2 separate regions of the Callithrix jacchus genome follow, and region 1 is linked to region 2. A link is a contact called in public Hi-C data. All regions are on one chromosome and are shown on one strand. Each heading gives the region's core, a stretch centred on a gene start, on an enhancer-like site or on the middle of the called end of the contact. The rest is flanking DNA. Distances are from core to core; before and after follow the strand shown. Region 1 has its middle 330 kb from the start of AUH. Region 2 has its middle 270 kb from the start of GADD45G.

The links. Hi-C and Micro-C count contacts between places; a contact is called where the count stands out from the background.
Region 1: a Hi-C map of skeletal muscle shows a contact between it and region 2, with 5 times the contacts expected there. The contact joins two enhancer-like sites. A contact is called at or near these places in 2 of 3 Hi-C or Micro-C datasets (both in skeletal muscle).

Annotation. Positions count from the first base shown.
Region 1 is chr1:73,942,070-73,947,643 of calJac240_pri, reverse strand. No RefSeq gene overlaps it. Among named protein-coding and RNA genes, the nearest start is that of AUH, 330 kb to the left of the region's middle. Within about 2 kb of position 3,948, at least 5 of the 16 cell types and tissues checked have an H3K27ac peak or open chromatin away from gene starts, as enhancers often do. A contact at or near this core is called in skeletal muscle, where this site is marked.
Region 2 is chr1:73,709,479-73,714,968 of calJac240_pri, reverse strand. No RefSeq gene overlaps it. Among named protein-coding and RNA genes, the nearest start is that of GADD45G, 270 kb to the right of the region's middle. Within about 2 kb of position 1,743, at least 3 of the 16 cell types and tissues checked have an H3K27ac peak or open chromatin away from gene starts, as enhancers often do. A contact at or near this core is called in skeletal muscle, where this site is marked.

The DNA.
Region 1 (5,574 bases), core at 2,699-5,198, 230 kb before region 2:
TGAACTACATGCCTAGGTCAGTGATCAAGTTCAAGGGAGGCAGGCTCTAGCCCCCTATCCAAATCCAACACCACCTACTTGTGTACAGCCTGTTAGCCAAGATGGTCTCTGGATTTTCAGTGAACGAAAACACATGAAAAGAACAAAATATACTTTATGATGAATGAAAAATAAATGACATTTGAATTTCAGTATCCTTAAATTTTGTTGCAACTCAGCCATGTTTATTTCTTTGCAGATTACCTACGTCTGGTTTTGGGCTGTAAGGGCAGAGTTGAATAGTTACGACAGAGACCACATGGCTTACAAACTTGCAGGTATTTGCTATCTGAGCATTTACAGAAAAACATTGCTTGACCCCTGTTACGGACCATGGGCCTCAACCCTGGCTGGACAATGCAATCATTCTGAGAGTATTTAAAAGAACTGATGGTAGGCCTTTCAGAGAAAGTTTTATACGAATTGGTCAGTTTTGATCTGGAAGCCCATGAAAGTTCATCGGTTGCCCTGTGGAGGGCAGCACTGGCCTGCAGATGGATCTAAGCAGCCACAGCAGCCCAGGCTGCTTGTCTGGAGAACCAGATGATTAAGTGTGACTTCAAGTTGTCCAACCTTCTCCTTGACTTCTTCCTTTCACTTCTGAATATTTCCTTTGTGGGATTCTTACTACAACAATCCCTTTCCAGGGAACACTCTTTGCTGCCCACCCTGCTCCTGCAGATGTGCAAAAATGTGCACACTCAAAACACATCGTCTCTCAAACATGCACGTGTGCACACACACAAACATGTGCACATGTAAACATACAAACACACTTGCACATATATTTACACACACACCGCTTGCGTGATCTTTGGAGCTCAAAGAAATGGAAAGAGGATTCTATGAAATTAAGAATTTCCAAATTATCCAAATTACACACATCTCCTTTCCCTCGTTGAATCCTCCTTGACCCTTGAGCTTAAAAAATAAGCTCTTTGACCCAGATCATATTTTAAGATCTAAAGCAGGGATGGACAATCTTTTGGCTTCCCTGGACCACATTTAAAGAAGAATTGTCTTGGGCCACACATAAAATACACTAACACAGCTGATCAGCTAAAACAAAAATTACAGAAGAATTTTATAATGTTTTAAGAAAGTTTATGAATGCGTTGGGCCACATTCAAAGTCACACTAGCTCGGTCTAAGGTTGTTTTGTTTCTTCCACATTTGAACCCTTAGGGGGCAGTGGAAACTCACAGTTGAAACGCTTCTCTTTAAATGAGTGGTTTGTGGTGTGTGGTGTGTTGTGTATAGTGCAGTATGTGGTGTGTGCGTGTGTGTGCTGTTGTTTTGGTGTGTGGTGGTACCCATATATATGGTGTGGTGCGCATGATGTGTGTGGTATGTGTGTTGTTTGTGTGGTATATGGTCCATGTATCTGGTGTGGTGCATGTGTGTGATGTGATGTGTTTGATATGTGTGTTGTGTGCAGACGTGTATGTGGATGTATGTATATGTATACACTACATATATACTTGCACACAACAGTGTGTGGCATGGTGTGGTGTGTGTGGTTTGTGTGTGGGGTGTGGTGTGTGTGTGGTGTGGTGTATGATGTTATGTGATGTGTATGTGGTGTGGGGGGTATAGGGTGTGTATGTGGTGTGTGGTGCACTGTGGTGTGTGTATGGCGTGATGTGGTGTGAGGTGGAGTGTGTGTGATGTGATGTGTGTGTGTGGTGTGGTGTGTGATGTGTGTGTGTGGTGTGGTGTGTGATGGTATGTGATGTGTATGTGGTGTGTGGGGTATAGGGTGTGTATGTGGTGTGTGGTGCGCTGTGGTGTGTGTATGGTGTGATGTGGTGTGAGGTGGAGTGTGTGTGATGTGATGTGTGTGTGGTGTGGTGTATGATGGTATGTGATGTGTATGTGGTGTGGGGGGTATAGGATGTGTATGTGGTGTGTGGTGCGCTGTGGTGTGTGTATGGTATGATGTGTGAGGTGGAGTGTGTGTGATGCGATGTGATGTGTGTGGTGTGGTGTATGATGGTATGTGATGTGTATGTGGTGTGTGGGGTATAGGGTGTGTATGTGGTGTGTGGTGCACTGTGGTGTGTGTGTGGTATGATGTGGTGTGATATGGAGTGTGTGTGAGGTGTGTGGTGCAGGTAAGGGGGTGTGTGGTGTTATATATGTGTGATGTGATGTGTGTGGTTCATGTATGCGAGGTGTATAGCATGATGTGGAGTGTGTGTCTGATGTGTGGTGTGATGTGACATGTGTGGTGCATGTACATGGGGTGTGTAGTGGGATGTGGGATGTGTGTGGTGTGATGTGAGGTGTGTGTGTTGTGATGTAGTGTGTGCTGTGTGTGATGTGATGTGTGTGTGTGAAGCAAGGGGGCCCTTGCTCCACAGACACCATGGTGAGGAGAGGAGCAGCTGGGTTAGGATAGGAGGCAGTGCCTGCCTGGCCTGGGTACACAGGTGAGAACAGCAGGCTCCGCCCTCAGTGAGTCTGGACTCTGGTTCTCAGCAACAGCATGAAGAGGTCAGAATCCTGGGCAGCGACAGTTGCCTGGCACCATTGCCACTCCGCCTTTCACTTCAAACCTTCCCATCTGGGTCACCATCAAATGGAGAGGAGCTAGGCTGAGTGTGCTTTCGATGGATGCTCCTTGCAGGGCTGGAGGGCATTTTCCTTTCTCCTTTAAGCTCCTGTGCTTCCTGTCATTGTCACCAGCTAGAAAGAAAGCAATGCATCTTGCCTTTTGCCGCTTTTTTTTTTTTTAGTTGGAGTCTTTCTCTGTCACCCAGGCTGGAGTGTAGTGGCGCAATCTTGGCTCACTGCAACCTCCATCTCCCAGGTTTAAGCAATTTTCTGCCTCAGCCTCCTGAGTAGCTGGGATTACAGGCACCTGCCACTGCGCCCAGCTAATTTTTTTGTATTTTTAGTAGAGAAGGGGTTTCACCATCTTGGCCAGGCTGGTCTCGAACTCCTGACCTTGAGATCCATCTGCCCTAGCCCCCCAAAGTGTTGGGATTACAGGCGTGAGCCACCGTGCCTGGCCTGTGTCTTGTCTTTTAAGTCCATTTTTATGAACTCCCACTGATTGCAGAAAGCTAGCTGAGTGCGTGGTGTTGCTCTCCCCTCTCCCACCTGTGGACGGGTGAATGTGACGCCACACTCTGCCAGCTGCCCTGATGTAACCTCTCTGCTGGTGGTGGGGATAATTATGACTGTGCTGATCTTCTTTGGAAAGGACAATGGAAAAATCTGGCCCCAATCCTTTAGCCTGGGCCATCTGATAAGAAGGTTCTGGGAGAGGTTGATAATGAAGTTCTTCCAGGTATAAATGTGATTTGGTTCACAGACAAACAAGGCCTTGGAAGAAAGGTACACTCACACCTGGGTGCCCTTGTGGCCTGGAGGGGTTACAGTGCCCAGAGCACACTGCTTGCTGCTATGTGGGTCTCTGGGAGCCCCATTTCCTCCTCTGTAAAATGGCCACGTTGCCTCACCTACTCCAAGAGCATTAGGAGAATTAAATGAGATCATGTGTCTGGGAAGGCTTTGTAAGCTAAAGCCATGGGCGTGGTGTCTGCTGCTGCTGCTCCCGGAAAGTTCAGTATTTTCTGGGAACTGCTGCTGCTCCTGCATCCCCTCATCTGGGCTGATGCCTGCTCTTTCCTCCTCGCCTTCCAATAGCCCCTCAGAGCTCAGCCTGCACCCCAGGAGATCTGGCATTTCTGTCAGTTAGAGGGCACAGCACATGAACTCCCAGCCCCGCCAGCCTCCTATGCCAACCCTCTCCCCAAACCCCTCGTCCAGGCTTGCAGGAGTTAATTCTGAAGGCTCCTGGCTGCTGGCGTAGCCCCTTGGCCTGTGGAAAGTGAGACAGCATAAGTCACGGCAGCTCTGCAGAGCTGGGGTGTCAACACTGAACTGTTCTAAAGGGAACACTGAGAAACTTGCCTCTGGGTGGCCTCTCAGTTCCATCTCTGGTGTGCATTTATTTCAGAGCCAGAGAGACCGCAAGTGTTGTGTTCATTCACCCACATTCTGGGCCTGGGCACACTGTACCAATGTTACCCTTTGCCTCGGAACAAGCCTGCTGGTGCCAGTGTTCCTTTGGTTCAGCCCTGGGGATGCAGCGTGTCCCCATTAGCTGATCACAGAGCCAAGGATTGAAAGAGGGGGCTGGCTGCCTTACTCTGCAGTGGCCGTTGGCTGCTCCCAAGTGAATCTGACCTTTTTCCTTGATTATTTGTGTCACAGTCTGTACATATCCGGTTTTTTCCTACTCCAGGGTCAGGCTGCAGGTGAGATGCTGTGGCTTGGACTCATATAGATACACTGAATATGTTTATTAGACTCTAGGGACTATTTATCATGAAAGGGAACTTGTTCTCCCAGAAAGGCAGTTCTCGACTTCTCGCTGCCCTCCCAGGGGCTGACAAGCTTGCCAAGACATTCAAGTCCGCTGCCAGGGTTTCTTTTCAAGACAGACACCTGTCTACAGAACTGTGGTTACTCAACTTCTCCACCCTGTCGGGAGCCAAAGAGCAGTTGCCATAACTTCAAGTTCGGGAGACCATCAAGGCATCTAGACTTCTGGAAAAACTCCCTGGGTATGCATCGCTGGAGGGATTCACCTCTTCTCCAAGGTGCTGTCTTCAATTGTACAACTCTCAAGTGCAGGCCATGCCGTCTCCCCTGCTCGACCAGGGAAAAGCAATCGTCTGCAAGGCACTGGACCTGCCTAGAGTCATGGCTGATATAAAATGAGGTGCAGGAGAATTTCACTCCTCTGAGGTGTCTTACTGGGGTAACGGTGTGGACCCAATGCACACACAGGTCAGTCTGTAAATGGTGTGAGCTCTTTTGGACAAATCACAATGAACTTGTTTGCATATTGAACCAAAAAAGATAGTTTTCTTTCCCTCTTGTTCAGCTTTTTCCCCATACATTCAAACAATAATAAGATGAATAATAATGGTGGTTGTGTGACCTGACTCCAGCAAACAAACTCCAGCAAAGGTGAGAAAGCTGGGCACATGTACCCTGAGCTTGGCAGCCGGTCAATTGCTGCCTTCTCCAGGGCTGCTCCAGGATGTCCTCTGACTCAGCGAGGTGGCAGCGTCCCGAGTCACAGATCCCCTGGGGGCCTTGCACCTATCCAGGGCTTGGAGGGCATCTGCAGGTTTGGCTTTGTCTGAGATCCCCCTCTTCAATATTAAACAGGCTCCACACAGGAAAACCAACAGTGTGCAGGTTGTAGTCCTCACTGTAACTAATAATTGCTACCAAAACAGAGAGTGGTGTCAGTGCCAACTTTCTTGAGAGTTTACTAAGATCAGAAGCGTCTTTGTACAACACTTCTCTGTGAGTGTCCATAGGCAGGACAGAGCTGGGGAGAAGGATGACCTCAGGGCAGGTGCTGGGTAGCACCTGTCAGACTTGCGTCTCAGCAGCGACAGAGCGGCAGCTGGTGCAGTTTACTGTCGCAGGCAAAGAGGAGCTGTTCACGGCTGCTAGCTTAGTAATTTGTAGATAATGAGCTCCTGGTAGAAGCCTGTGGGTTTCAGA
Region 2 (5,490 bases), core at 494-2,993:
GAACAAAAAAGGGACAGAGAAAGAGATCAGTGCGTGAGCTGCCCAGCAGTTTTTCTCTCTGTTTGCAGTTTCTAAGAAGAAGCAGAATTTCAGGCACACACAGGACTTCTTGGTTACCGTGGGCATAGACACACAGCAGGAGCCAGTGAGGAGCTGGCCAGGCCTTGGGGAGCCACTGCCTGGACACCCGGGGAGCTGGCCTGCCCACTTTCCTCTGGCCCCAGTGACAAGCCACTCCAGGAGGCCCCCATCTAGATGTTCCTCAGACTTCAACCCCAGCATAAACCCAAACAAGCCAGGGGTTGAAGGAGGTCACGTCGAAGCCCTACCGAAACTTGGCAGTCAGATGTCAGGGAGCACTTGGCCATGCAAACCAGACTCATGGATTTACACAACAAACAGGACGTGCCCAAGCCTGGTTGTTTAGACTGTTCCCCCATGGGAGTTTTCATTGCAGAATTCAGGCCTCCTCCTTGGATGCCCTGAACACAGCCCAGCCTGGGCTGGCTGGCACTGCAGGAGCAGATCCTATCACCTTTCTCCAGCTGGGACTTCTTTAATACTGGCTGTGTAAGCAGCCTGCCTCAGCATCCAAGAGGCACTCGAGGGTCTTCCAGGAGCAGGAGGATGTGCAGTGGGCTGCTGCTCGCCAGCCCCGCCGCCCAGACGTCTCCACCGGGTGCTTCCCAGAGGAAAGTAGAGTGCTCCTGAGAGACCTGGGCAGCAGGAGGCAGGACTAGTTAGGGCCTGTGGCCCTGTGTGTGGACAGAGGGTTGGGCCACATCTCTCCTTTGTGCACTCTGTTCATTGATAACTGCTTGCCGAGCATCTGGGACTGCAGGGGACGTGCCTGTGAGAGGCACAGTTCTGGCTCTCTTAATGTTTGTAGAGGGGCGGAGAGGAGCCCAGTGCCAGACCGGAAATGTCGCATTCAGAGAAATGGTGATGGCGGCAGTGGAAAGTCCAGAGGAGGCCATGCTGAACAGAGCCGTCCCCTGTGAGGATGATATCCTTCCAAACTGGGCACCTCTGGTCAGCTTTCAGCCCAATCGGCAGTTTATTTCCAGTTCATTTCCAGTTCAGTGGGGTGCCCCAGTTAATCAGTTTGGAAAGATTCTCCTCATGTTTGGGAAGAGCTGCGCTCACACCTTAAAAGTGGGATTGGATTTCAAGAGCTTCCATGAGGGTGCAGGGTCTCCAGGTTCCCCAAAATTCTCCGAACAGTTACTTAATTTACCACCTCAAGGGGCCTCTGAACAACACTCGGAGAACTGAGGAGGATTTTCCCATTTCACAGATGGAAACAGAGGCTGGGGCCATCCAGGGGTGGTCCGGGACACAGGTGAGCAGGGAGAGACAGGATCCCCAGGGCCCATGCTTGGCTCAGCACTGCCCTGAGAAGTCAGGACGGGGCTGCAGAGAGCACACTGACAGATCCTCAGCCTGACCTATGATACCACACCCTGACAGTCAGACCCGCCACCAGTTATGGGCTGGAAAAGAAATAACTTTGTACTTGTCTACTTTACACCTGATGCTCTATGTGCATTAACTTACTCAATGATCATACCATCCCCATGAGATGTGCAAGGTTAACCTTGGGAAACTGAGCTTTCTAAGAATTAGTAACCTGCTGTCATCACATGGAAAATGACATATAAGAGAGTGGAACTCAGCCCTCCCTGCACCCACAGTCCACCCTCCACCTTCATACTGCCTGATGGTGCTCGGAGAACTCTGGCAGGGTCTGGGGTGGCGAGAGGGAGGCCTGGAGTCCCTCCAAGGACTCTGAGACCCTCAAATGCAGGCACCCAGACCTGCAGCGTCAGGACAGAAAACCAAGACTCCAGTGTGAGCCCAGGGCTCTGTGAGTCCACAGCCCCCCAGATGAGAAGAGCTGAGAGAGACAGCCCAGTCCCCTACAGGGGCCACATGCCCAGAGCAAGTGCAGGCAGGCAGGAGAGACTGAGAATCAGGGCCTGCCTCAGGCCTGGCACTGGGGTGGGCTTTGGGACACTCCACCTGGGCAAGGAGGGATAGATGCTGCGCACCTGGTCCCAACTGGGGGACAACTGATCACCTCTGCTCTGTACAGTACACATAGTAGAATGTGGGACAGATAATTCCAGGGAGCTGCCCTTTCTAATTAGGTGGAAAAGTCAGCATGAACTTCAAACAGGACAAAAATAGGATTCTAAAAATAGCCCTGGGGGAACTGTGAGAGTAGCTGGAGGTACTGTCTGGAAAGTTCCAGAGCCTGGGCAGGACTGTTCCCACATGACCTCCAAACTAAGGGGAAGCCTCAGCTGACCTCAGCAGACCTCCAGATGTAGCGAGAGCCGAGAAAGTCAGCGTGTGGGATAGGATGGGTGGGAAAATTGCTCAGGGCTCCGGGGGTGCACATCTGCACATTTATGGCCCTGGGAGTCTTTCTCACGGTGCTATCTGCTTGATGGCTCTTTAAATATTGCATGGAGTTGCACACATGCTCCTGTGTACACGGGTTGTTCCTGCAGATATAAGCATATGTTTATCAGGGATGTGATGGGTCGCCAGGCCTTCCCAATACTCCCTATGCAGAGTGTAGTCCCTGCACCGGAGCAATGGCAGTACCCAAGAGCGGGCTAAAACCACAGGCTCCAGCCTGCCCCAGACCCTCTGAGTCAATACTCACATTTCTACAGGGTCCAGGGGTGACTCAGTGTCCAGCAAAATGTGAGAAGCCTGGCTCCAGGCTTGTCCCAAAGCACAGGGATAGGGCTGAGGGTCTCAGGGGGTTTTCCTGGGGGTCTAGCCCCCAGCACACAGGGACTGCTGTAGGCTGGGGTGGAAGATAGGGACCTGAGGTGTAGCTGTTGGCTGACAGCCCCTGCCTGTCCAGGCTGTCTGGGACCCCTGATGTCACTGTAACACACAGAGGCATTCCCGAATTCCCGGCTCCTGCACACTGAGAAAGTCCCAGTTGCACAGGACCTTCCAAATCACTTACCAAAGCTCCTACTACACCACAGGACAGGCCTCTACAGGGAGTGCAATTGGTAGGCTCCTTCATTCAAGGGCTCCCAGACTTGCTGGGGGACAGATGTGCAAAGCAGGTAATGACAGAATACCATGGGGCTGAGGGACCGAGCTTCGGCTCCAGAGTTGCCAGACCACAGACAGCAACCAGCCAGTTAGCCAGCTGTAGCATAGGGTCCAGCCAGCCTGGAATCTCTGACACCCGTACAAGATATGCGCTTTTCTTTCTGTAAGCACATCTTTCCCTTTGTGTGAAATTGTTGTTTTAATTGAAATGTAATTTACATCCAGCACAGAGCATCCATCTTTAGAATACAGTCTGGCCCTGTCCAGCACAAGCATCGTCTGATAAAATTCCCACCAAGGCTTTGTTTCCTTGCAGTCAGCTCCTCCCTTGCTGATTTGCCTGTTCTTTTCTTGCAACGTATTTTCCTACTTTCTCTAATAAAGCAGGCTTTCTCTACCTACAACCGTCTTGGTAACTTATTTTTACTGCCCATGTGCACCGGCCCCAGTTGCTACCCACGACATCAGCCACAATTTGTTTGTGCTGCAGCATCTTCGTGTATATTTTTTGCAGATATGTGTACTCATTTCTCTTGAGTATATTTCAAGGAGTGGGGTTGCTGGGTCATGGAGCATTTGTGGTAGATGTTTGGTGAGCTTTAGTGGACACCACCAAACAGCTTTCCCCCTGGGAATGCTCAGTCCCTGGGGTCCTAGCCAATCAGGAACACTAGGGGTGGTACTGTGATGGTCAGTCAGCTCTGGTGGCAATACAGACATCCTCCTCTGTTGTCTAAGCCTGCATGGGCATAGCTGTGGGCCCAGCCTGGTGAGCCCAAGGTCCAACGTCCGACAGCCCCATGAACCGATGACTCTCTGAAACCCTGCCACCTCCCAGGACTCCTTGGCCATAAGCCCCTGTAACCCATGAGACCCTAAAGGTAACCCTCCCATCCTGGACTGTCTCCCTGTCCCCTTGGTTATCCCCAATCTGCCTCCAACCAGAGGCATTGTCTCTCTATTCTGCCCTCTCTCAGGGTGAATCCACATACCACCTCAGGGAGTTCAGAATTTTGCAGAAAAGCTTAGAACAGGGCTGCTGTTAGGCTCAATATCACAAATCCCAATGAAACCAAAAAGTGCCAAGGCCTGGCTTCTGTGTTGCAGTGTGTTGTGTTGTGTTGTATTCTGTTGTGTTGTGCTGTGTGTGCTGGGCTGTACCATATTGTACTGCACTGTGTTCTATTGTGTCATGTTGTATCTTTAATGGGAAAAGATACAAGAAAAAAAGTCAACTTAACATATGCACAAACCACCCTGGCACATCATCACCCCTTGGGTGGCCTTAGTGGCCAGTCAGAAGTAGATTTGCCTGGTTCTACCAAGCAAGACCAAGAAGAGCCCTCCAAAGGTCTTGCCTGTGGGTCTTCAACCAGGAGGACTTATGCACATCACCTCTATCCACTGGAAGCCAGCAGGCAGCAGTCTTCAAGCCTGAAGACACTTGGAAATTGTCTTCAGGGTGATTACCCTGAAAATTTAAACAAAGTGACAATTTGAACATAAGCCCCCATGGTTGGTGCAGTAATAAACGCAGCTTTGTGGGAATGCATTCAACAGAATGCCAGCCCCTCTACCTGGTAACGGAAGAGTGGCTTGCAGCTGCCTGAGGCTGTAAGGAATCGATGCTTCATCCCTCAACATCACCTTCCAGGCCCCAAAAGTCCACTAAAGGGCCCTCTTTTTGGCCACAACAACTTGTAGCAGGGGACCCTTCACAGGGAAAAAGTATTAAAAGATGGCCCAGTCCCTCAATCATTCTTCCAAGGAAGGATAGATTCTTGTTTTCTGTTGTATTTCCCTGGCTGTGTTCAGCTTTTTGGGGTGCCTCTGAGCCAGGTGGTAGAGACCCACCAGAGCACCTACAGAGCGCTGCACTGGGGACTTTCAGAAGCATATATTCAGGTGAGTGGGCACAGGAGTCCTCACTGAGCAAATCCTGCAACCATGAGAATGCCCACGCCCACTGTGCGGAGGGGATGCGGGCACTGACGTTCACCTTCCCTGAGCTTCCTAAGGGCGCCATGCACCGACTCCTTTTCCATAGAACATAGATTCCAAGGAGATAGACACCGCAAACACAGACAATCACATATCATGTGAGGTGTCCTCAGCATGATTTCTTTGGTAGCCCTTAAGTAAATAGATTTGCAGCCTCTGGCATACTTTCCACTGTGAGAGAAAATAGCCAAGTAAATTCAGCATCTGCCATAAGGACACAGGTACAGGAAAGAGGCCAGAGCATCCCTGGACACAGTTTTCTGTCAAGCCTCAGCCATGTGTCACTGAGGTTCCAGTTATGAAACAAACAAAGTGGGCTCGGGCCTGCATGTCAAATCAGCAGGACATATGTGGTCTTTAAGGGCATTTGAAGAGCTGTTTCCTCCTCTGCCTTGATGTTTCCCA